Linked DNA regions of Mus musculus: all the other regions are linked to region 1. The links are chromatin contacts, called in public promoter capture Hi-C and targeted proximity ligation maps. All regions are on one chromosome and are shown on one strand. The core of a region is the stretch at or near the end of the contact, and the rest is flanking DNA. Distances in the headings are between cores, read along the strand shown.

Region 1 (3,360 bases), core at 402-2,901:
GAGCTAGGACACTCAAGGAATGTGAAAAGCTTACACTCTCCTAAGGTCTGGTTAGCATCGCCAGCCCCATGGGCATAATTAAGCAGGCTCCACAAGCAAGGAAAATAGTCTTTAGGCAGTATGAATGTGGCCAGTTCTCTCCTCAATCTGGAGTAAGATTGCATCCTGTTCACCAAAGCCTCCAGTCCATTGATTAGGGTATGGCTACCTAGGCTGATCTCAAAAAGAAAAGACATGGAAGGTAAGAATTGAAACTATCAAACTTGCACAAGAAAAGCCCACACTCAAGTCAGCATCCTGGACTTTGATGTGGAGTGCGGTCTGATAAGTTTATCCCTCTTCTCAGCCTCCTCCCACTCGTCTTTCCCAAGCTCTCTCCAGCTACATCTTTTCCTCTGCTTTCAGCCCACCAAGAAAGGTGCCAAGAAAGGTCTGGCTTTCCTCTTTGACTTTGTTTCTCCTCTTACCCACCTGACTACACAATCACTTTATGGTTGGGGGTGGGGCCAGGCACGGTATGGGGTACTGTGCAATATAGGATAGCCTCCGTTCCACAGAGGTCTCAGAGACTTCAACAACCTCCATGAGTGCAAGAGGGGAAGGGTGATCCTGGCAGGATCTAAAAACAGAGGGCCATTGAGTTGAATGTCCGATAGTAACCCCAGAGGCAGATGGACCTGTTGCCAAGCCAGTCTTAGATTCACCTTCTAGATCCCCTGCGGACCTGAATTTTGCAAAATCCAGCCCGTTCGCCTTCCACCAATTCCCCACCAGGATTTCCCAGAAGGCTGGCACTTGGAGTGAGTCGGGATAATCCTCGGGAGCGTGGGAATCTGAACTACTAGGAAGTCTCTGTCGGGCAGCCATTGTGGACCTTCTTAGACAGGAGTCCAAGCAGGAGCGAGTCCTGGCCAGGAACCAGCTTTCCTTCTCCGCCCCCTGGTCTGGCAGGAGAGTCCCACATATGGCTGCCCGCTCTCAGGCTCCTCTCCCCGGCGCCCAAGGGTGGCCATCTTCCACTTGGGGAGCGCCGAACACGAAGGCTGGAGCGCCCCCTTTGGAGAGTCCCAGGCTCCGGCTGGAACAGCGCGCAGTATGCGCTGTGAACATGCACCGGGCACAGTTTACCACTGATGGGACTTCCACAGAGGTGCTAAGGCCTGGCGTCCAAAAGGCTCGGCCAAAGTCTGCCCAGTTGACCCAGAGGAGAACGATTCCAGGAGGGAGGTGAGGGCAGTTGGTACACTTTCTTTCCCTGCTGAACGTCCTGCGCTCCTTTAAGAACCGGGGATCTGTTTGGCGCCCAGGGACCCCGGGCTCCTGACACCAGCCTGCAGCAGACAAGAGTGGCTGGCACCCCCAGACTCTTACCGTAGCATCTTCTCCCGAATAGTGTCCGATGACACGGTGGCCCCCCGGGTGCCGCTGGGACCATTTGGTAACGTTGTAGACCTTGCGGTCGATGACGAGCCACCGGTCGGTGCGCAGGTTGTGCTTCTGAATCTCCTCCCAACGGAAGGTGGGCATCGGAGCCTGGCGCTCGGTGCTCCCCTCTCCCTGGTTACCTCCCTTCCCCATGCTGCCAGTCTACCCGGATGCCCCGTGCGCTACGGCCTCCGGGCGCCCGCGGCTCGCAACACCGACGGTCCCTCTCCTGGCCGCAGTGTGCGGTCGGCGCCCTCCTCGCTTTCGGCTTTTGTCTTCTACTCCTCCTCCCACCGTGCCTCCTCCCCTCGCTTTCGCTCCTCCTCGCCTTCACTAGCTAGCCAGTACCCCTGCCTTCCCTCAGGAGTACCCCTGGCTTCCCAGTGCCCCCAAGCGGTCCCCTTCCTCCGCCCACCCTAGGCCCGCCTGCTGTGGACTTTTGCCTCCGGTGAAAACTCCAGGATAGCTCAGGGCCTCGCTGCCTCCTCCCCCCACCCCTCTGGCTCCCCCCGTTCCCGGCTCCGCATCCTCCCGAGTTCCCCGCCACCCGGGTTTCCACAGTGATCAGCAGAGCGCCTGCACCAATCAGGGCTCGTCGCCCCGCCTGCCATTGGCCCAGGAGGATCTTTCGAAGGCCAGCGGGCTGGAGCGGCGGGTCCGCGGCTTCCCCCTCCCTCGCGCCCGCCCGCATGGAGTTAAGCCCTGCTGGGCGGTCGGCGACGTGTCTGACCTCCTCCTCCTCCCTTCGCTGCCTGGAGCCGGGGAAGCGGGAGTAGATCTCTGAGAAGCTGGGAGGGGAGAGCGGGGGGCGGGGGGGGGGGCGGGGGCGGCAGCTGGGCTTTTCTTTGCGCGCTTCAGAGCGCCAACGCGCTCGGCCGGGGATTTGCACCTGATGCTCGCACAAAGGAGGCGCAGCGGTTATGGTGAACAACGCTCGGCCTCCGGCTAAACAAGGCCCCCTCCTGGGCTGTCATGACTAGGTGATATTTCTGCCTGGCTAGATGGGACTCAAGTCTCCTGTATCTCACATTGTCTAAGAGATCCATATTGTTTATTGCTTTCCTGAAACCTTCCTAGAGAAAGGAGCCAGGAGTGGGTCTCTGTTTAACCAGGGCTCTGAATCCTTTCAACTTGGTCATCTTGGAAAAGAACGGTGGAATCTCTGCTTTCTTCCTCGTGCTAAGTGCCGCGGGAGTGGCTTCTGGGGAGGGTGCCAGGATAAACTGGACACCTTTCTTGTCTTCGACTGAGAAAGAGTTCACAAGCCTGGTTGGGAAACATGAAAGCAATAAAAGCCCGCGATTGATTTGACAGTAGTACACCACTTGCAGGCAAGAGAGACACTGATACCAAGGGAGTATAGTAGGAAGAAAGGCCCTATTCGCTAAAGTCTCACCACAATCCTATGATATTGTTATAGCTAACTTCAAAATGAAGAGTCTGAGGGTAAGAGAGATAAAATGGTCAAGACATACATGCTTAGCTAGTGGCCCTGTTTGGCCTCTTCCATGACCCTTTCAAGACTTTGGGCTCCCTAGCTCCACATGACACTGGTCCAAAGGAAGTACCTGGTGCAGGGGGTAATACATTCCCATAGTCCCTCCCATCGTATACTCCTCTCATTCTGTCCTGGCATCCATCAGGAGCAGCCTTTCTTCATTCCACAAACTCCAGACTCAAGGAGTGTTGAGTGAAGCTTTTCCGGCTTAGAGGAGAGGAAACAAACATCCAAACAGATGTTCGTTTGGCCTGCCCAAAAGATAGAAGTGAGTGAAGTAGGTGTGCTGGTCGTGTCCATACTGTCATCCATCAGAAACCTGAGGCAGGATATTGCCATGAGTTCAAGGCTGGCCTGGGACACGACTATGCATAAGGAGCAAGACTGTTGTCTTTTGTGCATGTTAACGATGGAATATAATAAAGTCAAGAAAGCTG
Region 2 (3,360 bases), core at 361-2,860, 1.9 Mb after region 1:
AGATCCACCCACCTCTATCTCTTCAGAGCTGGGATTAAAGGTATGTGCCGACACCTCCCAGCTTAGATTACTTCTTGATATTCATGAGGTAAATAGTTTTTTACAGTATCTAAAAGCAACTCCTAGGACTGGAGAGATGTTAACAGTTCCTGTTCTTCTAGAGAACTTGAGTTCTGTTCCCAGTATTCTTATGGGTTGGCTACCCACCAACTTTAGTTCCAGCTCCAGGGGATTTTATGCCCTCTGCTGGCATCCACAAGTACCTGCACTTAGGTGTACACACACACACACACACACACACACACACAAATCAGAAGAAATGAATAAATAAAAGTTAAACCCTATTCCTACTGCCAGGTCAAAAACTGCTACACTGTAATAGGTGTTAGATTCCCCAAAATGCAGGTTTTGGCTATTTTTGTAATAATAGTTCACAACAGCTCAATGCTGGACTAGTTACTGAAATTTGTGACCTCTAACACAGCTGTAATTAAGCTGATCAAATCTAATCATTCAACACCCAGTTCAAAACAAAACCCTAGCAATAAACAAGAGAATTAATTGTGTTTTTACCACACTAAACCTAACAAGGGCCTTTAGATTTGGAAAAGAGATATAAAGGTAGGTAGTAGGTCTTTGCCAATCTATTCTCCCCGTAAATAAGGTCGGCAACTAGATGGTCAGAATTAATAGAAGTGTATTAGAATCTAGAGTGAAGAGACAGAGGGTAGACCAGGAAAGGGAATGGGGTGAGGATTGGAGGAGTCGTGAGTCCAGGAGGGGGCCGAGGAAGCTCTCTCTGGGTTCTTCCGGAAGCAGGATATGAAAACGGAATCCCTAGGAGACCCAGGAACCATCCATCTCTCTTTATTAAGGCCATCTGCAAGTCTCAATTGAGAAGGAGGGAATTCCACAGCACACCCACATCAAGAGCATTTATAGAGACCCATCACTTCCTTAAAGCTGCAAACGTGCCTGCCCACTTGTGCATCCATGAATTTATTTGCTATCTCGGCCAACTGCAGCTTTCACTGACAATGTCCAGAACCAATCATCTCCAATCATAGCCCTGCCTCTCCACCGACAGGTGAAAGACATAGGTGTCAGCCAATAAAAAATAAGAATGAGTATGTGAAGGCTGGACTCTGCCCCATTTACTTCAATGCATTCAGTAATTGGTAGAAAGGTTTGAGCAGCTGATATCAACCACCAATCCGTAAGGGCGGAAGAGGATGAAGGGCAGCGCGATGGGCGGGGGTGACGTGGCAATGACAGAAGCATAAACTGTAATGACTGACGGAAGTACTAGCCATTCGGAGGCCAAACCGGCCGTGAGCTCTGCATTCTCCCGTCCTCGGACTTCGGAAAGCCACCAATGATTTTGTAGCCCTGCCTGATTGGCTTTCCTGTTAGCCAATCGAAAGCAGGCCTGGAGGACGCGTCGCGCCTTGAGCTTCTCACTGGGCGGAGTAGCATGACAGGCCCGAGAGAAATGCCAATGTCCGCGGGGTCTTCCGCAAGTGACACTTGGCGGCACCAATCGCCGCCCTCCTTCCCGGCAGTCGAGCCCTCCTTCCCGCGGCGGGGCTGGCGGGGCGGGGACGCTGCGCGGCGGCGGCTGAAGCGCTAGCCGTGTTGGGCGCTCCGGGCGGCGGCGGCGGAGCTCGTAGGCGGTTCCGGTCGTGTCTCTCCGGGCGGCGGCGGCTCATGGCGGCGACCGAGCTGAGAGGAGTGGTGGGGCCGGGCCCGGCAGCCATCGCGGCTCCGGGCGGCGGCGGCGCGGGTCCACCCGCGGTGGGAGGCGGCGGCGGACGCGGGGACGCGGGGCCCGGCCCCGGGGTGGCGGCCGCGACGGCGGCGACGGCGGGCGGCCCGGGCCCCGGGGCCGGAGGAGTGGCGGCAGGCGGCCCGGGCTCTGCACCGCCAGCCGCGGGCTCGGGCGGTTCGGGCGCCGGGGGCTCGGGCTCGGCTAGAGAGGGCTGGCTCTTCAAATGGACCAATTACATCAAAGGCTACCAGCGGCGATGGTTCGTGCTGAGCAACGGGCTCCTAAGCTACTACAGGTAACTGCTTCCGGGGCGCCACGCTCACCTGGCCTCCCCCCCTGTGCAGCCCACAGACCCGCGCTGTCACTCTCCGCCGGCTGGCTTCACTGCCAAGGTCGCCCTGGGTCGCTGTCTGTCACCTGCACAGGTTGACAGCTTGCAGAAGTCAGAACCTGCAGATTTGACACACTGCTCTTGTCTCCGCTGTCACCCGCCCCTAGTGCCTCATCTGCCTCCATCCCTGGGTCTTTCCTGTCAGCAATTGTTTGGAGAGCATCTGCTCTGCCATTGTATTTCCGCTACCACGTGGGTGCAATCGCTAATTCTGCAAGTAAGGCACTGTTGTGAAGCTGGAGGGGCACAGACAGCGCGAGCCCGGGCACTGTCCCTCAGGAACTTACAGTGGAAGTTACAACTCCTAACTTTTTGTGCTCTAGTCTCTAAAATTTAATGTTTCTGATACACCCTTGATATACCTGCCCATGTCTACTCAGAATACACATTCCGACATCAGAATACCACACACAGGGAGACTTTGGGATTCTGTCCACCATATGTCTTACCTCTTCAAGCATGCGCGTACTTTCTCGGTCTAGACAGTCCACAATAGAGATGTGTACTCTACCATAGCTTTTACTTTTGCCTGCCCCACCTCTTCCCATGGGAATGACTGTCTTATCCAGCAGTCACCGTGCACCTTTTAGTTTTATTTAAGATTAAGTTTTATTAAAGGAAGAACACATGTTTTTGAAATGATTGTTAAGGTTTCACAGTGCTTATTTTGGTATGGTTAATGTATACTTACTGTGACTCATAGCATGGTCATAACATGTCACACTTCGGGGCTTATATTACTAGACAGAGGTGTTGAGAGGTGATTGGAGGACAGGTTATAAGCTTTCCCAACAGCCTTGCATTGTGGCTGGATGTCTTACATGCAACTGTTCATTTAGTGCGCATAGATCTCCTATCTCCCTGGGAGTTAGGACATGTTCCCATGTTCTTGACAAGAAAGCAGACTCAGCATGCGCAGCTCTCCCAGGGTCTTGGAGAAATCAGGATTTGAAACTACTCTTCATACTTTAAAACCTAAAACCTAGGTTAGTGCTACGTGAACCAGTTAGATACAGAGATAATCACCTAAGACACGGTTTAGGTTTATAGAGTGTGTTACAGTGTGTCTCATGAAGAAAGTACCGAAGTCTACTCTAAGAGGGATTTGCTTAGTATAATAATAACGCCATTTCTGGTTGAAATCTCTTCCCACAGTCCATCCAGTTTGGGAACCCAAGACACTGCTGGGGGCGTGGCTCAG
Region 3 (3,360 bases), core at 494-2,993, 1.7 Mb after region 1:
TGGATTACATCTCTTTTAAAAAGAGGGGACTTGGAGTTCTGACCACTCTCAGGTCTTTCAAAATGTGGCCTTTTGCCAGCGCAGAAGGAGGAATATCAATAAACAAGTTAAATTGTGTCCTGGGGTGGATTTGTAGAGTCTCTTAATACTTGGGAAGCAGATGTATTGCACAGGTGAATAGATTTGTAAGCAATTTCCCCAGTATATCTTATCCACAAGCATTGAAGGCTGTACTTACTGCTTGTGAAATTAATTCTTAAGAGCACACAGATTTAACATGATTTAAACACAACAGACATCAGTCTCATTTGCTAATTTCATCTGTCTCCTAAAAGCTTAGATACAAATCCTCTTGTTCTAATCACTACAAAGCTCCAGCCTCAGGAAAAATTATATGTCCAACATTTCCAAAAGGATAATTATACATTATTTCATTTCCCTTCCTTATTAAATTATGGTGTGGTCCATTCACTAGAGCAGCCAATCCCCTTAACGACCCAGCCATCCCTCCAGCTCCTTCTCTTGGATTTCTTAAAGGAAAAACTTTGAAGACAGAACATTACCCCTCTTCTGTGAAGACAAGGCTAAATCTTGAAACCAAACTGATCATTTATAGAAACAAATTAATCCTGTTAATCTATGCCAGCTTGAGATGACCACCATACCAAACCAAAACTGAAGCAATGATCAGCCTAGACCAGGACTGCTTAATTATGCATACTTTTTAGCGGACTCCCCACTCGATGCCCCAGTTTGTCCACTAGTTAAACTTAAAGGTGCCAGGTGTGGTGGTACATGCCTTTAATCCCACACTGTGTAGGCTGAGGCAGACAGATCTCTGTGAGTTCGAGGCCAGCCTATCTACATAGTGAGTTCTAGAACAGCCAGAACTACATAGAGATTTTGTCTCAAATAAATAAATAAATAAATAAATAGCTTAAAGCTCATATCAGGGCCATGAAAATGATCTTGAATGGTCATTGGAGTCCATCATTTATTATTTCAAATGAAGCTACCTTAAATTAATGGCTTTTCGAGGTTACTTTCTTTTAATTAGCATATTAAGGACAGGTGGGACTGCAGAGATGGCTCAGCGGTTAAGAGCACTGACTGCTCTTCCAGAGGTTTTGAGTTCAAATCCCAGAAACCACATGGTAGCTCACAACCATCTGTAATGAGATCTGATGCCCTCTTCTGGTGTGTCTGAGGACAGCTACAGTGTACTTATATATAATAAATAAATAAATCTTTTTTTTTTTTAATTATAAAAGTAAAAGGACAGGTGATCGAACCCAGCCGGTTGGGAATGCCCAAGCCAGTGCTTTTACCTTGAAAACTCCAGCTACAGCTCTTTTGATAGATTTGTCAAGACCAAACTCAGCAAGCGCACAGTAAATAAGCCAATGACAAATCAATAGCATCTTTCTATGTCCCTAGAGAAGAGACATAAATGTACGGAAAGTTAAGGGAACAACTTCTTACAAAACCTCGGGCTTTCGCAGCTTTCTACACCAAGGAGAAAACCCAGAGCTGTCACTAAACAGAAAAAAACTGAGAAGACCCTCGCGGAAACTTGAAACACCTCGGGCGTGGCTTGGCCTGTGGGACCTTTAACCCGCAGATAACCTGCTCCAGAACCAGGTGCTGGAAGTTTCCTCTACTTCCGTCAGGACTCTATAAAAGGTGGGACAGGATGACGTCACTTCCTGTCTTGTGTCCGCGGGCCGGCAAAGCTCTGAACTGGGAAAAGCCACTGTTGTAGTTGAGAGAAACCTGACCCGGCAGCACACGCGTGGCCATGTGGAGGCTGTTGACGCGCGTCCCCGCGCCGCTCCTGCGGATGCACTTTTCAGGTCAGAAACCTGTTTCATCTTTTAAAAAGGCATTTCCCCGATCTTCCTCCCCACATTCCAAAGTCTATGCTTACTGCGATAGGTCCTGCGCTTTCCTTACTTCTTCCACCTCCACTATGCGGAGGCCTGGGTCCTGGTCATGTGCGGGAGACGGTGCTCCGTGAGCCTAGTTGCTTCCTTGGAAGCCCATTTAGTGGAACTCGTACCCCCGTGCTTCTAGACACCTCTGTCAGGAGTGATCAGAGTGTAACAGTAATGGTTTGATTTGTCATTGTAGATTCTTGGGCAGCCCTTCCCACCAGTGCTGGTCTGAAGACGCTCCTCCCAGTTCCAACTTTTGAAAGTGAGTACCTGTCATTTCCACTTATTTTTCTCTGAGAAAAGGCATCGAAGGTGTGTTTGTGCTTCCTCCCTCCGTTGAGTGATTCAACAGATATATGTAAGGAAGGCAAACTGCAGCGAAGTCCCTCGATGTTGCAAAGCAGATAACTATTGGGCTAGTTCCCAGGCATCCTACCACTGATGTGTGGCCCATGATCTACCCAGTCAGCACTAACTGGGCATATATCAGATTTTTTTATCTTCTAAATAATAGTACAGATATGCAGACACTTAGCAATAGTAGCCAGGTGCTCTGCAGTCCTGTACATCTAACTTTTTAATGTACTAAAATCTCCAAAACTGCAAATGGCCTAGACATCTGAGGGTCTTCGGCACATAACTGTTAAACTACTGTGTGGGCTGGAGCAATGGCTCAGCAGTTAATAACACTTGTTGCTCTTGCAGAGAACCCAGGTTCAATTCTCAGAACCCACAAGATTGTTCATAACCATCTGGGACTCCAGCTTCAGGGGTTCCTACATCCTCTTCTGCACATTAATACATGCAGACAAAACACTCCTAACATTTTTGATAAATAAGGTGCTGTGTGTGCTTAGAAGTGCATACTAACTTGCAGATGTAAGAACGTATTACCAGGTCTCACAGTAGCTGCCCATAGAAGTCAGTGAAGGGAGAGTAGTTTTTGTAACTTGGAACAGCAACTTTATTATTCCATTAATGATCTGATGGCCCTTTGAGGCTTCCTGTTTTGTTTATTCTATCATGGAGCCATTCTTTCTCATATTTAATTTTTTTTTTGAGTCACAGTTGTTTTCCCCAGGATGTCATATAGAGGATAGTGACAAGAAAAATCCTACTTTGTAAGTTTACCAAGAAAAATACAACAGAAGGTTTTTTTTTTTTTCGTTTGTTTGTTTTGTTTTAATGGTATTTTTGCAATCTAGAGGAGCAGTGAGTTTTGTTTTGTTTTTGGTTTTGGTTTTTAAGAGCATGCTTCTGGCTTTGATGTTTTAACTGAAGTTCCTCTTCTTTAAAGTAGAGATTAGAATACCACTTGCCCAATTATGTTTCTTGGCCTAGCTGAAAATTATGTATGCTCCTGTTTTCAATTCTTTTTATTTTTAATTGCCTTTTATTTATTTTGTATGCATGCACTTGTGTGGGT
Region 4 (3,360 bases), core at 371-2,870, 1.5 Mb before region 1:
GGAGGCTGGATGCCACCTTTAAGAAAAGGGCCCAGGAGACAGGAAACCTCAACCAGACAAAACAGAGAACCCCAAGTGGGCCATCTCTGATCCTGCCCACCCCACCCCACCCCACCTCCCCTGCATTGCAGGTGGAATGGGGCATCTCCGGGGGGGGGGGTCCCAGAAATGGTAATAGTCAGCTAAAAGCAAGCCAGTTGTGACTTAAAAGGCAGTGCAGGTTAAGCAACTTTGCTAAGAAAGAAGCAGACTTCATAGAAAACTCTGGTTCACACCAGAAGCACAAGTGAATGCTGGTGATCCTAGCAACTGAGAGGAGTCTAAAGCTTGAGGACTGCTGTGAGGCTTAAAGGCCAGGCTGAACTATATAGCGAGATCCTGACTCAAACACTCAAAGAGGAGAGGAGAGGGAAGAAGCAGAAGAGAGGGAGGGGAGAGGAAGGGAGGAAGGAAGAGGCGGAGGAAGGGGAGAGGGAGAGTGTGTGTGTCTGTGTGTGTGTGTGTCTGTGTGTGTGTGTCTGTGTGTGTGTGTGTGTGTGTGTGTCTGTGTGTGTGTCTGTGTGTGTGTGTGTCTGTGTGTGTGTGTGTCTGTGTGTGTGTGTGTCTGTGTGTGTGTGTCTGTGTGTGTGTGTCTGTGTGTGTGTCTGTGTGTGTCTGTGTATGTGTGTTTAGATGCTTAAGGGCAGAAATGGACTTGAAGCCACACCCCTGACCTACTTCCTGCTGGGGACCCTAAGCTAGTTACTTAACTTCTCCGTTTCCTAACTGACAGTCCTATCAGTAGGGCCTGCCATAAGTGTGTCAACCAAGTTTCCAGCTGACTGGTAGACCCTGTCTTAGACATGTCTGTAGGAGAAAAGTAACCACAAACCACAAGACTCCCTGCCCAAGCTGGCTCTTGGGTGAAACTGAATGTACTTAATTCAGTTTGTGTTGGCTTGTTAGAATTTCTGTTTTATACAAGAAATGCACATTATTAGGTAATTAAACCGTACTCATAGAAATAAGCAAAGCCATTGGGACTGCAGAGAGAAGCCAAAGAGCAGCCGGTGGCATAAGTCCACAGGTAGATGGGAGATGGTCACTTGTGTTTGAGACTCAGACAGGGATGGCCCTGGTGTTTCCAGGAGCCCAAGGCACGGTACCTCTGAGACCATAAGGACCAGTGCTTGGGCCTTTCTGTCTGAGTGTGTTCTAACATTCTCCATGAATCTACTCAGGAGCCGGGTATGAAAGATGATCCATTGCAGGAATGCTGCCTCCCATGTGCAGGAGCACCTCTCTTGCTGGTTGTTCTCCACTCCAGGTCCTCTGAACATCAGCTCAGAGGCACTCTGGACACGCAGACCTGAGTCCTTTTCCAGATTCTCGCTTAGGAAACATGCCCTGAGCCACTAAGCCCTTTGTCCAGCAAGCAGCCTCTAGGCTCAGCCACACTCCACTCCCCAGCCCCCTCTCCACCCTATCAACAGCCTTGGCTGAGGCAGCCCTTTCAGGAGAGCTGGGCTTGGTGGGTGCACAGCATTCCCCCTGCCGGATGTTAATCTTCCAAAGAAAGTCAAACATTAGCCCAGGAAACAGCTTATGCCTTATATAAGGCACCCCAGGGGAGACACAAACAGCTTGTTAGAGCTGAGCTGTCCTACTACAGCAGCTGCTGGACCCTAGGACAGAGCACGGGCAACTGCTGCATCCAGCTCCAGCCCAACTGAATCCAGCTCCAACCACCAGGTGAGACGGGATTGAAGACCCCCAAGTCTAGCACCCAAGAACACCCCAAAGCCAGGCTTCCTCACTGTAACGCTGTAATTGGTCAAACCCCTAAAGCCTTCAGGGACCTACTTGGATTCTTCTGATACTCCAGCACAGGGGACTCACCCCAGGGAACAGCAAGGAGGCTTGGAGCTTGAGCAGATCCTTCTTAGCCCACATGAAGCAATCGGAAATGTGTATTATCCTCTCTCTCACCCTCACCCACACCCCGCCTGGGCAACCAACATCCAAATCTGGACCTTTGGTCCCTACTATGTGGCCCTGTGCCTACACATCTACGACCTATAAGCACAGGGCCACATGCCTGCATTCACATGACCTTCAAGAGTGCAGTTTAGATGTGCACATAGCACTGCATCCACACTGGTATCCCATATCCCTCTCTGCAACTGTGTACATCTTTATGCATCCACACACCAGAACCCCAAATCTTTACACATGTAACTAGGTACATCTTCATGCATGTGATTCTATGATGCTCCACAGGCCTACATACAATTCACACACACATACACACACCTCTTCTTGGCCTGATGCCTTGCCTACAGTTTTGGTTCATCTTGCCTGGTGCCATGACCTTCTCCGAGATTCTGGACCGTGTTGGAAGCATGGGCCCCTTCCAGTACCTGCATGTGACCTTGCTGGCCCTCCCAATCCTCGGAATAGCCAACCACAACTTGCTACAGATCTTCACAGCCACCACCCCTGACCACCACTGTCGCCCGCCCCCCAACGCCTCTCTAGAGCCCTGGGTACTCCCCTTGGGCCCAAACGGGAAGCCTGAGAAGTGTCTCCGCTTCGTGCATCTGCCAAACGCCAGTCTTCCCAATGACACCCAGGGGGCCACCGAGCCATGCTTGGATGGCTGGATCTACAACAGCACCAGAGACACCATTGTGACAGAGGTATGTCTGGCACCCTCTCTCCTTCCACCTCACCTTAGGTACTTCCATATACCGTGCAGCACTTGTGGATAGAAAAAACACAGGGGCCTAGATTTCCTGGGATTGAAAGAATGGGAACTGGGCAAAGAGGAAGGATCCCAGTGCTAATGCACAAGAACTGAGTGGTTTGATTCGTTCATGCCCAAGCATTCCTTCAACAATCTATAGCGTGGTATTGAGCTCCAGTGATGCTGAGCTGTACAGTCTCTCCTCCTAGTAGGGTGTTATACAGCCTTGTGGAATAACTTGTTACCTCATGCTGTGCAGTGACCTTGGGCTGCAATCTTCCACCCTTGGACTGGTTATAGGGACAAGAAAAGAGTAGCTTGAGATGAAATCACTTCAAAGAAGCATCCCTGGAGCTGAGATTAGAACAGCAGGCAAGGGGTTAACTAGACTAGAAGAGGAGCATTCCATCCTGTGCAAAGCTTTGCGGGGCTGGGGGAGGGGTGGTGCAGGGAGGCTGGGTAGCAGAGGGATTTCACATTGCAAAGGTTGGAAGGCTCCTGGGTGGATCCAGAGGGTGTCAGTCACTCACATAAGTGTCTGTATGACCTTACTCCCCAGTCACCCTATGGAGTGGCTGATTCTCCTACCTATCATTTCCAGGAACTAGAGTTAAATCAAATCCTTCAATGAACTG
Region 5 (3,360 bases), core at 326-2,825, 1.4 Mb before region 1:
ACCCTGTCTCGAAAAGCCAAAAAAAAAAAGACAAAAATTAAAATACTTTTTTTTTCTTTTTTGAGACAGGGTTTCAACTATGTAGCCCTGGCTGACAAGAACTCATTATGTGGTACATGCTGAGCCGCTGAGCTCCTCAAACTCCTCCTGAGCCTGCATCCCTAGGGCGGGACTAAAGGCATGAATCAACATGCCCAGCATTATTTTTTCTTAATTAAACTTTAGATGTGTATGTACCACGTGTGTGTCAGGTGCCCATGGAGGCCAGAAGTGGGTACTGGATCCCTTGGAACTGGAACTGCAGATGGCTACTAGCTGGGAATTGAACCAGGGTCTTCTGCAAGTGCTGATTTTGAAATCAGGCTGCCTGGATTTATACCTTGGATCTGATACTGTTTATCTGGGTAACAGTCAGCAAATGACTTAACCTCTCTGGGACCCGAGCTTCTCACCCATAACTGTACCTTACCACCTTCCAACTTGGATTATTAAGTGAGGTCATGCAGAAGAGCAATTAGTATGAGAGTAATGATAATTGTTCGAAAGGCAAGCTTCTGCATATAGATGTTTGCTATATGCATATGACTATAATGCTACTGCACACTCTCAATAACCAGTCTATAGCTGCGACTTAGAAAACTGGTAAATTCTAATGATTGTTCCCCCCAGAGCTCTTTATATCTAAGACCACCCATGCATAAAATGAGGGTTATCCCTAACTTTTAGGAGTGTGGAATATTAACTCATATTGGGTGCTTTAAACGGTAAGCCCAGTTGTGTGGAGAATTGTCAGCCTCAGTAGTATAGCACTTATCTACACATGCACATAGCAGCAGCTTTAATCTATAGCACTGCTAAAAACAAAACATGCAACATGCTCCATAAATGACATCTAAATGCTGGCCCTACTTCATTCAATCCGGGCCAAGAACATGGCGAAAATAGACCAGGAAGCAAAACACAAAAATCGGTCTCCAGAATGACGTAGGGCTTCTAGTCCCGACTGGGTTTCCCTAAAAGGCTTCATGCAAGGAAGCGAAAATCCAACCGAGCTCAGCCCAGGGCCCAGTACCTGAGTCGCCCGCTGCGCTGACAACCTGGACATCAAGCCCCGTCTGCGCGCTGGGCGGCTGGCGGGGAACCGAGACACCGTCGGTGGAGTGTTCAGTAGGTTCAGGATCCATAGAGATGGATCAACACGCGGCTTAGCGTGAGTGAGGGTGAGAAATCGCCTCAACGTATGGATATTGGTAGTTGTGACCCAGACAGTCGAGCTGTATGGGTCGCGAACCAAAATCTCCAGCGATGACGTTTTACCCGCAGTGAGTAAGAACCGCCTAGCCGCAGCGCCAAAGGCGTAGCGTCGCACTCCCCTAAAGCGCCTGCGCCTCTTTTTCGCGCTGCAAAATCAGAGGCGGAGCTCTCCGCACGCCCCTTTGGGCGGATTCCTCTACCCACAATTCCTCCGGCTCGCACACCGCTTACCTTAGCGCCTGCGTGAGTCCTAGTCCCACCTCCAAATCCCGTGGGCCTTTGCGAGATGCTATTTATAGGCCACACGTTGTTCTTGTCGGCCTCATTTTTCCTTGTTCGGGGTAAGTACTCTACGTCTTTATGTGCTGTAGTTTTCACTTTGTTTTTTTCTTGTCTTTCTCTTTTTTTTTTTTTTTTTGGTTTTTCGAGACAGGGTTTCTCTGTATAGTCCTGGCTGTCCTGCTGAAACTCACTTTATAGACCAGGGTGGCCTCGAACTAAAATCCGCCTGCCTCTGCCACCCGAGTGCTGCGATTAAAGTCGTGCGCCACCACGCCTGGCTCTTGTCTTTCTCTTAATCAGCTTTCCTATAACTGCGGCTGGCTTTTATCACAAACACCTATCTGTCACTGTTGTGAACCGCCGCCTGTATTTTCTTACGTAATGTTTATTTCTGGTGATTTAAAAGACCCTCGTGGGCAGCGTTAATAAATGTGGACTTTGGTAATCTGTTCCGTAGTCTTAGCGGGGAGACCATGTTAGGGCATTCAAGACCTAAAGATGACAGGATTTTGTGAAGGACAAAATGGTGGCGGCAGTGCAAGGCCACCCCCTATGATGAGGACCTTTTCACAGACCTGTACTGATATATCTGTGAGGATAAGTAACTCTGAGGAGGCTGGCCCTACATCACAGCCTTCTCATCCTTTAGAGATTTCTTGGTGTAGAAGTAACCCGATGCTAACTTCTCTACAGGTTTGAGGTGCCACCTTACAAAAGGATGGGTGTACGCTCTCTTTTCAGAGTAAGTAGTGTTAATGGTTTTACCAGATTTTTTTGGTTGTTGAGTATAAGTTGTGTGTGTGCTACGGGGATGATATGAAAACTGAACTCTCTCTTTCTGATGGTTTAGTGGAGAAAACAAAAATTCTCTGAGTAGCACAATCTGTGGCAGGTATTTGGATTGTTTGGCATAAAGTCTTTTATTGAAGTTTGGGGTTTTTTTTTTCTGTTCTAGATGTGGTTCATCTCAAAGCCCTTTACACTTTGGAGCCAGGCCTGTTCAATTTTACAAATAACACGTTTTGCTTGTAGTCAGGTAGGTATTGATGGTTGGTGCTTCCTTAGGGAACATATTTAGATGGCCACTTAATGATGAACAATGTAAATGACAAGCATATGGCTGAGTTGCAATGATGTCATCTTACTACTGAAATGGGCTGAAGAAAGAAGGTGCTGAGGTGGCTGTGATTACATTTAAAAATGACATTGTTTCTCTGTTTCCAGGGTGCTGTGACAACATGAAGAGTTCGAGCTACCTCCCAGGATGAGTGCAGGTAATTGTCCAAGTAGAGCTTAGGGTTTCCCTAGGGAAAATAGTCAAGACAGACATTGAAGCAGCACAACACTTTTTTGCTGCTTACTATTTGTATTTCTAGAGGACACATTATGTTAAGGCCTTTGTTCTCTTAAAAACTCAACTGTCAGATGATTTGAAATGATGACACTGAACACTCCGTGAAGGTGTGAATTTATAGCATGTTAGAGTTCTGATGGCAGTTAGTGCTGACAGACAGATTGTAATTCTGTCCTGATGGTTGAAAATAACTACTTGTTACTCTTCCACAGGTTTTCCTGGTGACAAATCTCAGGCATTCAAAGGTTAGTTAGATTATTTTGGATGGGGTTTGTTCACTAGGTTTGCTGTTTCTATGATGAATCAAACTAGCTCACTATGACTGCTAATGAAAACACAGGAACACCTGAGAAACCAAAGGGTAGTGTGGGGGCAAGGGCCTTATATCCAGCCTTTTCAAGGTTTGTTATTTTTCTCCAGGTTCTGTTAGCAGTGCCATACTTGTGGGTTTACAGGTGAGTGATTCCAGT
Region 6 (3,360 bases), core at 600-3,099, 1.3 Mb before region 1:
GGAGGACAGGTGGCTACTATTGCCACTGAGCCTGTGCAAGGTGGTTGGGAGAAAGGCCATTTCCTTGGAACTGCTAAGAATGGCCAGTGTCCCTGATTCCCCACCCTTGTCTCTGGCCACTCTGTCCTATCCTCAGGCCCATGAAACACACTGGTTCTGGATTTGGACTCTGCTGTGAAGAGGCTGGGAACAGAAGCCAGCTAGGGGCCAGTGGGGGAGGTTGTCTCCACCTTGAGATTTTTATAAGCCTATAACCAGCCTCCCCCAAACGTAACTGGCAGCAAGAGGAGAAAACGCCCTTCCTTCTTGAGAGGCAAGAATCCTCAAGAAGTATCCAAGGGACCAACTTCATCATCTGGGTCAGCTAGAACTTGACTGCCGCCTTCTCCTCACCATGTGAGGTGAGGGGGCTCTGAGCCCTACAGTTGCCTGCACAAACCTGACTTTGGCTACTGGTGACTCTCAATATGCCAAACATGCTGCAGCCTATTTCCTCCCAATTACAGCAAGACTGTCAGCCTCACTAGTGTTGATGTCATTTCTGGGGGGGGGGGGGGGACTTCAGCAAAAAGCTAACCACTGCCCAATACCAGAACCAAAAGGGTTAAGTCAGTGACTCTGATGGGCCCCTACTGATAGGCAGGGTAGCTCCGGAGCTCTGTACACACAACTCCCCCCTAGAAGCGAGTAGCCAAGTACAGCAGCACTTCATAAGAGTTTTCCTTTGGACTAAGTGGGTTCATAATTGGGCGGCAACTTCCAAGACAGTACCCATAAGTTTGAGCCTGTTTTGTATCTTCAAATCAAGTCATGCTCCATGCCTACCAGCACCCCATCTGCTTCCCCCTCCCACAGCAGCATCTGGATCCAAGGCTGCAATAGTCCTAGCCACACCAGAAAAGTTTCCTAGAGCTCTTGGGTTTGACATTAAAGTTTCAGTCAACACTTGGGAGTTGGAAGCAGGTGAATTTCTTGAGTTTGTGGCCAACTTGGTCTACAAAGCAAGTTTCACAGAAACCCTGTTTCAAGAAACAAAACCCAAAACTAGCAACTTTCCCTAGCTACCTACCTAGCTGACCTGGGTCTACCAATTAGGCTTCAGTATGACAGACTGAGTGAAGTGAAGATCAAGGCTTAAGGCTCACTAGATCCCTGATTTTGTTTTGAGATGGTCTATGTAGTGTTCCCTATCTCTGAACTGGACAAAGTATTGATAGTAAGACTAAAGCTTTTTTATTTTATTTTATTATTTTATTTTTTTTGGAGGAAGGGTCTCTACATAGCTCTGGCTGTTCTAGAAATTTCTATAGAGCCAAGACTGGCCTCAAACTCAAAGATCTGCCTGCCTCTGCCTTCCAAATGCTGGGTTTAAAGACCTGCTCCACTACACCCGACTTGACTTTTTTTTTCATTAGTCAATTTAAAAGACCTTTTTTCATTAGTCAATTTAAAAACCTACGAAGGACAGGATTTCGTTTAATTCACACTTGGGTTTCACACTGGGCATGATACTGTGCTGGAGGAAGAAAAGTTCGCATTAGTTAAGGTTCCTGCTCCAGTGGGGCTTACATTCCAATTTTCTATTTCGTCATAATTCGTCGTGGAGATGAGAAAAGCTAAGAGGGCATAGGCCAGCGGCTGGCAAGGAACTGAGCTGCGACTTACTCGCTGCCGGGATCCCACCGGCGGGGACTGTGGGCCGTTACTCCCGTTCAGAGGCCAGGTCTCCATTCTTGTGTGTAGCCCTCGACCCTGCTCCTCTTGAGTTCAGTGCTAACGCAGAGGGTTTAGCTCCGGGACCGGGCCAGCGAAGAAATAGGAAGGCGGGGCCGGCCGATAGGCCATCCGGCCGGAGCTCCGGCCGTGGGCGGGCCTCGGAGGGCCTGGCCACGCCCCCGAGCGGCCGCCCTGCTTCTGCGCAGGCTCAGAGAGCGCGTTCACGTCCCGCGGCACCGCCCACATCCTGGGGACGTCGGCGGCGCGCGACGTGCTTCGCCGGATAAATGCGGTGGCGCCGGTCGTAGGAGAGATTCTGTCCTGAGCGCTAAGGCTCCTTGGCGTTTGGTGGCGTCAGGTTCTGCGCCTGAGCCCGCCCCTGTACCTGCCTGTGCCATGGCGGACGAAGGGAAGTCATACAACGGTCAGTGCGGGGCCTCGGGCCGGGAGGCGACGCGGTGGGTTGGGGTGGGCGGCCCTGGCCTAGGCCTCAGCCCGGGGGCGGGAGGCCGCGAGGAGCCCTACGTCCGTAGGTAGCGGTGGCCGCGCGGGCAGGGGGCGCGGGGCGCCGCGGGACCCAGGGGCTCCAGAGTCGCCCGGATTCAGGCGTTGGAGAACCTGTGGCTCAGGGGTGGGGTGACAAGATTCCTTTCAACTTTGAGGGTGGTTGATGCCTGTCAGTTCAGTTTGGCGGCCCGACTCTTCCTTTAAATGTGAGTCAGTAGTCGCTTGGTCGTGGGCTACCCTGGTGCCCTATTTTTCTTTTTCTTTTTGTGATACGATCAGTCTGTTCTTGTAGCTTGCTGCTTATTGTTTATCAAATTTCTAGTCGGAACACCTATCCTGACATGTTAATTCATTGTGGTGGTTAGGACACTATGACAGCTGAGGTTTGAATCTGGAGTTGGCTGTACTAAACCCGAGTGAGTTAAACTTTCAGGCCTTGTTTTCCGCCTCTTTCATGTGGGTACCTGTCTCCCAAGTTTGTGTGCATGTGCGTGTGCGTTTGTGTGCGTATGAAATAATTTCTACCAAGTGCCTAGAACACAGTAACTGGAGTGGGAATTTTCTTCCGTGAACCGTAGTTTCACTGTCTCTTAATGTATTCCTTTTTACTAGGGTTGCTTGGAGAGGATCGTTGTTTAGAGGATGCTAGATATTAGGTGGATTTCTTTGAAAGTTATACCTTTTTTGTATTTGTGTAATACTGATGATTTATCCAGGCCTGAAAAATAGCTACCCAATGAACCTTTATTTTAATTCAAATATAATTACTTGGTCTCCTTTCTCTAGCCATTCCCATTGTCAACTCTCTCCCCAAATTCATCCAACATGCAGAGCCCATTTAGTGTTAATGTGTATATATTTGTTTCTAAAGCTTACCATTTGGGATTGGATAACCATTTAGGGAATTCATCCCTAGGGAAGGCTAATTCTCCCTTACAGGGTCAGCCCTAGTATCCCAGGCTGGCCTCAGTCAGTCTCCCTGTGTCAGCTTCCCAAGTTCGGTATTGCATAGACTTTTACTTTTTTTTGGGGGGGTTGGGCTCCTAGAGTTAAACTCAAGGTCTGGCAAAAAGGAAAATAAATAGAACCAAGTGTAGTAGTGCACTGTTTAAGGTAAGAGGATCAGAGGTTCCAGGT
Region 7 (3,360 bases), core at 502-3,001, 1.3 Mb before region 1:
TGTCATTTTAAAGGAAAAAAAAAAAGGAGAAGGTACAGGGTGGGGGAAATGTTTCTTCAATACTGGTCACCATTGACCTGCCTATAGCTCCTGCTGGTGAGACATTGGCAGGAGCACTCTAAGTTCCAAGACAACCTGTGCTACATGTGGAAATCCTCTCAAGCAAACAAGAAGTAGCTCAATTGAAAAAATAAACAAAACTCCATTCGTGGAACTATTTCCAGGGACTCATGGTGCAGCTCTGGTGGCCTAGAACTCACTATATTGACCAGGTTGACTTTAAACTCTCAGAGATCTGCCTGCCTCTATTTCCCAAGTGTTGGGATTAAAAGAGCACATCACCTACACTTGGGTTTTATGCTGTCCAGGCTGTGCTGAAAGTTTGTTGTTCCGGCTGGCCTTGAAGTTCCGATGCTCTGTCTTCTACCTCCTGAACATATTGTGGACATGCACAACCACATGTGTATTATGGGACCAAACAGGACTATCTTTGGAGGCAAACTACCATCCTCCTCAGAACTTTAGCTGGGTCTGCAGGCAGAAGACCACCTCAGCTGTGCTTGCTGACTGTTGACTTTCCCTTATAGGATGAGGGGCTGTGGAGGGTCATGAGACCCTCACTTGAGTATCCAGTCACTTCCCTCAACCAGTTCCCTAATTGCACATGACCCCAGGATCTCCAGGGCTGGGTGTGTGTGTAATATATATATTACATATATTACCTGATTGATATACATATATATATATATATATATATATATATATATATATATATATATATATATATATATATATATATATATATATACCCAGAATTCTATAGGTGGAGAATGACTTAGGGAGGGAGCTCCATCTATATGGCTACAGGAACATTATGCTGGGTAAACCCTTTAGCCAGGGACTTCTGAAGTGGCTCACCCACACTCCTGTAAGTAACCCCTCACCTAGGCTCTGTAAGAAAGGCCAATAAGTTCTCAGGGGCCCAAGGTACTAGTGGCATAGTACCTTGGTTTATCATTGGGACCTTACAGAAGAGTTTTTTGTTTTGTTTTGTTTTCTCTACTTATTGACTTTACATTCCGATCGCAGCCCCCCTCAGGGAAAAGATTTTAACAACACAGATATCCTTAGACTCTGTCCCATTTCTGTCCTTACTAGGGCTTGCCTAGAGAACAGTCCATCATCTTCATAGAGTTAGAGGTAGTTACTAACACCACTACTGAGCCTGAACTAGTGGCGCATCCTGTAATTTTCGAGGACCAGATCTGCAAGAGTGAACTGCACTTTTGGGAGGTGTGGCTTACTGCCCACTGTTTCGGCAGAGCTTGGTCTAGACGTGGGCCTACAGGTTATCACACCATTTTGTTATAGTTCTCCTTCTAGGTAGTCCGCAGCAGAAACAGGCTGTATACTCCCGAATACACTGCGTTACTGCCAACCTCGCCCCACCCAGGCGGGTAATTTCCCTATGGGAAACAGATGAATAAGTTCAGCCAATCCTGAGGTCTCTGAGGGAAGGCGGGATGAGGAAGAAAAGTTTAGGACAGGAGCAACAACCAATTGTGAGCCTCGACGCCTGAGCAATGGCAGGGATTGCCCATTTGGAGAAGCCGGTTATCGAGGGGCGGGGTAGCTCACAGTGAGCCAATCCACAACAAGAGAGGGCAAGCTTGAGCCAATTAAGATAGCGGAGGTGGGAAGAGGCGGAGCTCTCCTAGTAGCTGCTAGGTCGTGGGTGAGGGCTCAGCTTTCTCTGCTAGTTCCTACGTTGGGAGTCCTTAGCCTTGGAGTTCGAGAGGGAAAAGCGCAGGAAGTTCCGGGTCTGGGGCGTGAAGGCATCACCCGGGAAAGCTTGGGCGCAAAAGACAGTCCTAGTTGGAGGACTCATTGTAAGGCACCGGCTGAGAATCGAGGAAGCACAGGCTGCTTAGGGGGCGGGACTTCCGGGGGCAGGGCTTTTTTTCGAATAGGGGCGGGGACGATTCCTAAGGTTAGGCTCAGGGGGCGGAGCCAACAGGTCTTTGGGTGGGATAGTGGAAAAAGAAGGGCAGTTAACTGAAACATGGTTGGGGGTGGGGGACAGCATGTTGCCAGAGGCCTTGGGTGGTCAGCTCTATTTAAGGGCTGATGTGGAGGTTGCTATGGAAGTTACCTAATTTACTGTCCTTTCTTCCCAGGGAGTCAGTGGTAGGGAACTCTCTTGGGCACCCTTCCCTCCTTGGGGTGCTATGGAGTTCCCAGAACACAGTCAGCAGCTGCTTCAGAGCCTGCGGGAGCAACGGTCCCAGGGTTTCCTTTGTGACTGCACTGTGATGGTTGGTAGTACCCAGTTCTTGGCCCATCGGGCTGTGCTGGCCTCCTGCAGCCCATTCTTTCAGCTTTTCTACAAGGAGCGGGAATTGGACAAGAGGGACCTGGTGTGTATTCACAATGAGATTGTCACGGCCCCAGCCTTTGGGTTGCTTTTGGACTTTATGTATGCTGGCCAGCTGGCCCTTAGGGGAGATACTCCTCTAGAAGATGTGCTGGCAGCTGCCAGCTACTTGCACATGAATGACATTGTTAAGGTTTGTAAGCAACGATTGCAGGCCCGAGCTCTGGCAGAGGCAGACAGTACCAAGAAGGAAGAGGAAACCAATCCTGCTAGTCTGGAGTTTTTGTCAGGCAGTTCTCGAGGCCCACAGCCTTTACTGGCATCTGTTGAACCGTCAGCCCGCTGGAACAAAGAGGAATGGAAGGGTCCAGCCACTCCCTTACCCATTGCTCATCCTGCAGATGAGCCACCAGTATCTGGGGGGGCAGACACTACACAACCAAGCATGGAAGTTGACTCATCACATCTTCGGGCACCTCCTCCACCAGTGGCTGATGTCTCCGTCTCTCTTGCCAGCCCAAGTAGCTCTACAGAGACCATTCCTGTAAACTACTTCTCTTCTGGCCTTCCAGGAGTTTCGGTGGAGCCCTTGACTCCTCTTGATGTGGTTCCTGAGAGTCTGAGGGTGGTGGAACCAAGGGATACTGGAGGACCATTGCAAGGCTTCTATCCCCCAGCTCCAGCCCCACCCCCAGCGCCAGCCCCAGTTCTATCCCAGGCTCCAGCCCCAGTTGAAGCTGAACTGGTCCAGGTAAAAGTAGAAGCTATTGTGATCTCTGATGAGGAGGCTGACTTGTCAGAGGAACAGCCCCACAGATCTGAAGGGCTGTTCCCACCTGGAGGAGCAGTGTATGGGGGACAGCCCTCACAGGCAGAGGCTTTTGAGGAGCCAGGGGCAACAGGACTAGAGGAGGTGGGGCCAAGTGACCACTTCCTGCCTCCGGAATCTCATCTACCATACCATCTGCTGCCAGGTCCAGGGCAGT

What was found. Promoter capture Hi-C pulls out the DNA fragments that hold promoters and counts their contacts.
Region 2: a promoter capture Hi-C map of pre-B cells shows a contact between it and region 1, with 4 times the contacts expected there. A contact is called at or near these places in 3 of 39 promoter capture datasets (cranial neural crest, hippocampal neurons and pre-B cells) and 1 of 130 datasets of targeted methods (extraembryonic endoderm stem cells).
Region 3: a promoter capture Hi-C map of hippocampal neurons shows a contact between it and region 1, with 2.8 times the contacts expected there.
Region 4: a promoter capture Hi-C map of pre-B cells shows a contact between it and region 1, with 2.0 times the contacts expected there. A contact is called at or near these places in 2 of 39 promoter capture datasets (hippocampal neurons and pre-B cells).
Region 5: a promoter capture Hi-C map of pre-B cells shows a contact between it and region 1, with 2.4 times the contacts expected there. A contact is called at or near these places in 11 of 39 promoter capture datasets (the 3T3-L1 cell line, the C10 cell line, the HPC-7 cell line and 7 more), 1 of 484 Hi-C or Micro-C datasets (B cells), 2 of 130 datasets of targeted methods (embryonic forebrain and large pre-B cells) and 1 of 9 other capture datasets (adipose tissue).
Region 6: a targeted proximity ligation map of astrocytes shows a contact between it and region 1, with 2.6 times the contacts expected there. A contact is called at or near these places in 2 of 39 promoter capture datasets (the C10 cell line and frontonasal cranial neural crest) and 2 of 130 datasets of targeted methods (astrocytes and pancreatic cancer cells).
Region 7: a contact with region 1 is called in a promoter capture Hi-C map of the SN4741 cell line, with 6 times the contacts expected there. A contact is called at or near these places in 4 of 39 promoter capture datasets (the SN4741 cell line, cranial neural crest, hippocampal neurons and 1 more) and 2 of 130 datasets of targeted methods (embryonic stem cells and pancreatic cancer cells).

Annotation. Positions count from the first base shown.
Region 1 is chr19:10,099,852-10,103,211 of GRCm38.p6, forward strand. It overlaps Fads2 (fatty acid desaturase 2), which reads right to left and starts at 1,652. Exons shown (of 12, transcript NM_019699.2): 1 at 1,372-1,652. The coding sequence starts at 1,578.
Region 2 is chr19:11,964,234-11,967,593 of GRCm38.p6, forward strand. It overlaps Osbp (oxysterol binding protein), which reads left to right and starts at 1,611. Exons shown (of 14, transcript NM_001033174.1): 1 at 1,611-2,063. The coding sequence starts at 1,708.
Region 3 is chr19:11,768,672-11,772,031 of GRCm38.p6, forward strand. It overlaps Mrpl16 (mitochondrial ribosomal protein L16), which reads left to right and starts at 1,744. Exons shown (of 4, transcript NM_025606.3): 1 at 1,744-1,853; 2 at 2,131-2,196. The coding sequence starts at 1,799.
Region 4 is chr19:8,591,562-8,594,921 of GRCm38.p6, forward strand. It overlaps Slc22a8 (solute carrier family 22 (organic anion transporter), member 8), which reads left to right and starts at 1,621. Exons shown (of 11, transcript NM_001164635.1): 1 at 1,621-1,731; 2 at 2,322-2,678. The coding sequence starts at 2,346.
Region 5 is chr19:8,721,912-8,725,271 of GRCm38.p6, forward strand. Snhg1 (small nucleolar RNA host gene 1) reads left to right here and starts at 1,576. Exons shown (of 10, transcript NR_002896.3): 1 at 1,576-1,595; 2 at 2,230-2,278; 3 at 2,492-2,572; 4 at 2,761-2,810; 5 at 3,103-3,135; 6 at 3,311-3,345. It overlaps LOC115489078 (a small nucleolar RNA gene), which reads left to right and starts at 2,082; the gene lies at 2,082-2,153. It overlaps LOC115489084 (a small nucleolar RNA gene), which reads left to right and starts at 2,340; the gene lies at 2,340-2,414. It overlaps LOC115489083 (a small nucleolar RNA gene), which reads left to right and starts at 2,621; the gene lies at 2,621-2,690. It also overlaps LOC115489082, LOC115489081 and a transcript of Slc3a2 not described here.
Region 6 is chr19:8,755,120-8,758,479 of GRCm38.p6, forward strand. It overlaps 1700023D09Rik (RIKEN cDNA 1700023D09 gene), which reads right to left and starts at 1,850. Exons shown (of 2, transcript NR_132423.1): 1 at 1,666-1,850; 2 at 1-31. It overlaps Nxf1 (nuclear RNA export factor 1), which reads left to right and starts at 1,984. Exons shown (of 21, transcript NM_016813.2): 1 at 1,984-2,140. The coding sequence starts at 2,113. Stx5a (syntaxin 5A) reads left to right here. Exons shown (of 10, transcript NM_019829.4): 10 at 1-523.
Region 7 is chr19:8,800,797-8,804,156 of GRCm38.p6, forward strand. It overlaps Zbtb3 (zinc finger and BTB domain containing 3), which reads left to right and starts at 1,752. Exons shown (of 2, transcript NM_001098237.2): 1 at 1,752-1,889; 2 at 2,178-3,360. The coding sequence starts at 2,229.